2 separate regions of the Drosophila melanogaster genome follow, and region 1 is linked to region 2. A link is a contact called in public Hi-C data. All regions are on one chromosome and are shown on one strand. The core of a region is the stretch at or near the end of the contact, and the rest is flanking DNA. Distances in the headings are between cores, read along the strand shown.

Evidence for each region. Hi-C and Micro-C count contacts between places; a contact is called where the count stands out from the background.
Region 1: a contact with region 2 is called in a Hi-C map of the Kc167 cell line, with 1.5 times the contacts expected there. A contact is called at or near these places in 2 of 107 Hi-C or Micro-C datasets (the Kc167 cell line and gut) and 1 of 7 datasets of targeted methods (the Kc167 cell line).

Annotation. Positions count from the first base shown.
Region 1 is chr3L:2,806,676-2,809,880 of dm6, forward strand. All of the region lies in intron 5 of Tet (Ten-Eleven Translocation (TET) family protein), which reads right to left. Among named protein-coding and RNA genes, the nearest start is that of Pgant6, 26 kb to the left of the region's middle.
Region 2 is chr3L:2,422,882-2,425,866 of dm6, forward strand. All of the region lies in intron 2 of Svil (Supervillin), which reads left to right. Among named protein-coding and RNA genes, the nearest start is that of CG32299, 33 kb to the left of the region's middle.

The DNA of each region.
Region 1 (3,205 bases), core at 441-2,940, 380 kb after region 2:
AACTATTGCCTACTTTCGGTTCATTGAACTGTCGCTAAATTAAAAACTTTCCCTAAAAAGTGATGAATAATTTATAATTGAAATTTATGACCTAATAAAATGAGGTATATTTTGCTGGGAATTCGAGGTGATATCATCTCTTTGATTCAATTCGTTTCGAATCGATTCAATTAAGTTTTGCTTTATGAGACAAAGATGACAAGATGAGGAGATATAATAAATCCAAATGATATTTTTCAAAATTAAATGCCACGTGACATGCATAATTTATTCGTCGAGGTTAATGCCTTAAATTCGCCTTAAAAATGCAAAATTCCTTTTAATTATGCATAATTATTTCGGTTAGCCGAGAGTCTAATTAAACACAATTAAAATGGTTCTTCGCTGCCACAAAATGCAAATGAGGAAGAAGTTGTAGAAGACGAAGTAGGAGGTTCACTGACCGCCGAATAAGTGAACTTTTGGCCAAGACTTATGTACGAGCCTCTTGAGTTTGAAGCTAAGAGGCTAAGAGGCGGATCAACTTCAGATCCGAACGATTCAAGTGGTGCTCCAAATCCTAGACTTATCTAGTAACTTTTTGGGATTACACCCGGAATGCCGGTTCTGGCCGGTTCCAACCCCTAAGCCTGCTCATTCCGTGGCTTATCCCACGTCATTAAGTTACTTAATCACTGTATTTAATTTCCTTACGGCCCCACTCATTATCTCGTCGTATTACTACAGACTAAAGTGGATCTGGAGACTGGAGGTTGGGAATGGGGAACCCGATGTGAGTTGGAGCGTACTAAGAGATACTCGCACTCGCATGAATCACTCATACCTCCGATTTGGTTTCGGCCAGCTGGTTTTGGCCTTTTCTCTCATGCTCCGCCTCACCTCACCACTCTCTGCACTTTGCTTTACTTTATTTATTTTGCGGAAATGTTTTCCTTTCCTCAACGTTTACACCAGAAACTCGTTTCGCTAATTGGCCCCAAAAACAAAGAGCGGTGCAAAAAATGCGAATAAATTGGCGACAGACATTAAGTGACTTGTCTTGTTAGCCCGATTCCGATTCCAATCCCAATTCCGATTTAGATTCGAATTCGAATTCGGACTCGGATTCTCGGCTCCTTACCAACCGTCGATTTGGGTTAATGTCCAGAACTTACCTGCAAGGGAAAGCGAAAAAAGTGTTAATTAGTAAAAGTCGTTTGCTGGCCAAGTGAAATCAAGAAAAAGTGCTTATTATATATGTATGCCTAAGTGCAACAATTCAATACAATATGGGTCGAACTTAAATTATGTATATAATATGGTCCATTTATCTAGGATTGAGATGTATTCCACTAGGGATTTTACTTTGATTTGGATTCCTTTCACTTTCATTGTTGTATTCGAACTTTTATTATTTTAACTATATATTTCCATAATAGTTTGTACATCACCCTATGAGGATTTCGCTTTGGGGTTGTGTATCCCCCGTAATTATATCAATCGATTGCAATTTATAGGAAAATACTCAGCAGATCCGAAGGCCAGAATCGGATGGGACAAAGGAGAACCTCGGGCTAGTGGTTATCCTTGAAATAGTACAATGCCTGCTGCCCGCGGAGGCTGCGAAGTCGGAGGTTGCGGCTGCGCGCTGCCAAGGTAAACACTGTTATAGGATCGGATTGGTGTGTGAGAGAGAGAGAGAGAGGGGGGTCGTTGCGAAGGGAAAGAGACGGCATGGGAGGGAGTGAAGAAGAGTGCGAGAGAGAGGGAGGCAGCATAAACAGGCTCCAGAAAGAGAGGGCGAGTGCACATTAAAAAATGGGAAGAAGACAAACTGCTTTCAGATTGAGAATCAGATTCTTTTTTTCTCCTCCTTTTGCGCTTTGTTCGCTGGCCAGAAGAGCACAAAAAAACAAAAAAAAAAAAACAAAATAAGAAAAGACTGGAAAACAAAGAGAAAAGAAACTGAGCAGCAACAACAAAACTCGATTAACTCGACATTAATTTTAATTCGACATTTGCCTGTTCCTTAGTTTACTTTTTTTATTGTCCCCTTTTGAAACCCTATTTTGTGGAATTTCTTTTGATTTTCTGTTGGCTTCTTTCCTTTGTTTCCCCGCAATTAAACGTTTGGGTTTTTGTTTTAATTTTAAGTTTTTACTTCGTCCCAGGCCAGACGGCCCTCTTCATCTGCCCTCGAGTGTCTGCCAAAATGCAAAGTGTTTTTTATTAAACGAGTTCTATTTCCGTTTTCGGCTGACTTTAACGAGGGATCATAAATCATCGACGTTCTGTATTTCCACCTTTCAAGCGAATGGATGGATATCTTTTTCAGTCCGTAGCAGATGCAATCAATGGAGTCGTAAAACATATTTAAAACCAATTCATATTTATATTAACGACTTCCCTTTTAAGAAGAAGGAAATATTGTAATAGAATCGAATGATTCTCCTCCTTTGCCTGTAGACTTTCCAACTAATTAGGCAATTTATCCAAAGCCCGCAGATTGTGCAAGCTATTAATAATTACGGAATTTTGTCAGCTTCTCAAACGGAACTTGGTTATAAATAATATTACGTTTTTTTATGACAGCATAAAAAGATTATTCTTTAACTTTCCCACAAATAACATGTTATGTCACCTATTAATTACAGCATAGCAGAAAAAAATCAATAAAACTAGCAAATGAATTCTATCCCAGGAATCCTTGGCTAAAAGTGCAGTTAAACGATGCGGGAATAATTGATTCGCTCATCGGCGCGGCGAATGTGGCCATAAAAGTGGCCAAGTGTTTGGGCCACGGTCGCGAACACCTCCTTCTTTCTGGCCATGTGCATTCCCAGGTTCCAAAGAGGTTAAGACGATGTTTTACGATCGAACCGAGGGAGGACGGGACACTTGAGGCTGTGTCGGGGTCACGTAGACCCCATTTATATCAAATTATCTTACCATAATAATGAATTGTTGGCAATTATAGGCATTATCGTTATTTATGGCCCTCGAAGTCGTATTCCAATCTCTTTGCATTTTCCACGTCCCGAGGGAGCGCTTTAGCCCTGCCAGACCCACACATACATAAAAGTAAATCTAATTAAACCAGAATGCCTCACGATCCGAGGTCTTCGAATAGAACCTGTGTTCTATATCTACATGAGGGGGAACTGGTACGATTCACTTTGTGACTCATTGTAATTGGCAACTTCCGCTGCGCCGGGCGGAATTAATG
Region 2 (2,985 bases), core at 355-2,854:
TAAATTTGCATATTTGTCTGCTTGCCCCTCGGTTTTGTTTTTGTTTTTACTTTTATTTTGTTTTACCATTTACGAGCGTCTTCATTGCATAACTGCTTTGATTTGGGATTTGTGTTTTTAACGCTTCGTAATTGGAACAATTTGCATATAAATTTAAGTTTATTGATCAATCAATTATGTGTGTGTCCGTTTATGGAAAAGTGTTCATTTCGCACCGTTTCCAATCGAGTATTTTGAATGGCTCGATAGGCGCCTTAAATTTATGCACGGTCGTGGGAAAATGTTGGTGGAAATGGAACTGGTTCACTCACAGAAACGCTATTAACTTGGCCCAGGGGAAGGCGACCCTTCACGATGGCATCATCAGCGGTTGGCTTAGTCACAAGTCAATTATCGGTTTATTTAGCAGCAGCCTAATTCAATTTGCAAACAATCAAATTTGATTTTCGCATTTCCGTGAACATTTTCCCAGGCCCAGCCGCCAATTGCAGCAGATTTGCTTGCATTCATGAATCATTTTCCGAACGCTTTGCTATCTGCTCGTGATTTGCGCTCAATTTGCAATTCATTCATTTCATTTTTTTGTTTTTAGCTGATTAGCAACATTGTTTTAGGCAGTAACTTATAAATAAAACACGGAGATCAGAAGTTTCAAGCAGTTTGTTGAGCATTTTGATTTCACTAAAATGAATATGAATGATTTAAAGTCACTTTAATATTAACTTGATATTTTAACATAATAATACGATGGCAAGGGGACTCCTGTGCCTAAGTGCAATGCATCGCCTAGTCATCACAAAGTGCACTTTTCTCACTTTTCGTCACCTTCAAGGGCCACGTAATTTGCAACGTGCATTGACGCTGAAATTTCAATTGAAAGCAACAAAAGACGGCTCGCAGAGGGGGAAAAAACGGCCAGAAAAGCGAAAAATAAGAATGAAAATATAGCAAAAATGGTGATGGTAGTATAAACAAAATATAAAAAATAAACGTGTAAGGCAAACTTGACCCTAATACTCGGGAACGTTGCAAAAAATAAATATTGTGAGCCAAAAACAAAGCGCCTTGTTAGATAAGAGTTTTAGTGTTTTCCGCTAAGGTAGGCACACCAATTTCATGGATAAATAAACCGAACCAATAATGACATCACTTTATCGGACTTTGCATGTCAAGTGCTGGATGTAGGAAAGATTCTTTTATGGCGAAATTGAACAACGCAATCTCTCCTTGAAACAAACAACTAAACTAAATAATTATTAAAGCGCCCAAATCTTTGCCTTTAATGGCCAGCGGCCTTTTGTATGTTAATTTCCTGCATTCTGCATGATTTATTATTTATTCAACACTTTGGCTTATGCAAAATCCATTTACAACCGCCCACATAAATAGTTTAATCCCTAAACTTGCAAAAATAAAAAATCCAAATGAAAAAGTACCACAATTTATTTCCGGCGCCCACAGCAAAAACTGTTTACTCGCTTAACGATGTCGCTGTTCGAAAAAGGCTAGGGGAAAAAGTTGTGGTTCTTTTTGTCGGGTGTTCACTGTCGGCGGTTAGATGTCAGCAATGTTCGTCAGTCCGTCAACGGATAACCACATGGCACCCACGTCATCATCAGCATCATCAGTGGCCGAGAGTTATCAGTCCAGGGATTGCTTATCTGCAAATAGAAATGTACTCAAGGAGAATTCACCGGGGGAGGCAACGCTCCGGTTGATGTGAGTTCATTAGCAGGTTCTCTGAAATTGCAATCTATCTAACTTGAATACTTGGAAATAATAAGCCGTACTTTGAGCTATTTTACATACTAACTTCATTTCATTAAGTTTCTATTCTAATGAACGTAGTTATTGGTAATAAAAACTACCAAGGCAGCGCAAATCAACACTTAGCTGCAATTTGCTGAAATTTTCCCCACTGATTTGCCTGGATATCCTGTTTGGCTGTTCCAGAAAGCTTCTGCTCTTGCCATGCGCCGCAAATTAAATATAATTTAATTGTGATTAAATGGCACTGCGCAATTATGCTATAACATTGTTGATCAAGTTATTTCTTCAGCAATGCCAGCTAGTTGCTTCCTCTGCCTCGGGTTTTCTTGTTTTTCCCCTGTTTTTTTTTTTCGTTTTCTGCCCGGCTAATTTACTTTGCGAGCTGCCTGTCATGGCAACTGCATTTGGTGTCTCTGGCTTGTCGCTTTGTGTCTGTTTAAGTGCACTCTTCTCCATCGCCGTCGCCATGCATCACATGCACATTGTATAAACTACAAACTTAAACTAAAACTCATTGCTCATTCTGGCGCTGCTTTAATTGTCTTGGCTAATTGCGCCAAAGTGCGAACAAGGCGGGCATTTGCAACGACAGCTTGGATTGGATGGGCCCGTTCAATCTGAATGATGGCACCAAGTTAGTTGCCCGACGGCCAACGCGTTCCATTCGATGGCTTGATTACTTGCCCCGCGGCCATCTCCCATGCTGCACTGCATCCCAGCCTTGACGGCGTGAAAACCGCTATCAAAATGGCCCACCTGCGACCTTGTGCTCGCCCACTTTCCATTTGATGCCATTCCGCCCACTCGACTCGAAAAAAAAACAGGCTCCTGGTGGGATTCACTGGGATCTGGTTGAACATGGAAAGAAAAACTAGAGTTTTTCGAAAGAAATATTTAACTATAAAATGGAGTTCCAAGTGGAATATCTACTCTGTATGTATGCGGTATCCTTAAATATCTAGTTTTAAAGTATATATTTAAGTACATTCTTTAAGATATCTATATGTTGATTTGCACGTGCATCCTGTCGTTGGTTTCATCTTGACGCCTTTTAAACCGGTTAAATGGGCGTGGCTGGTATTGACATGGTTTTCCTGGCAGCCGCCTACCTCGTCTCGTCTGTGAGTAAAAGTAGGTTGCTGCGGTCAGGTGGCATCAGGTGTGCTTGCAACTAATCCACTTTCATTGCTAAATAATGCGTTCTGTGGCTGCGCC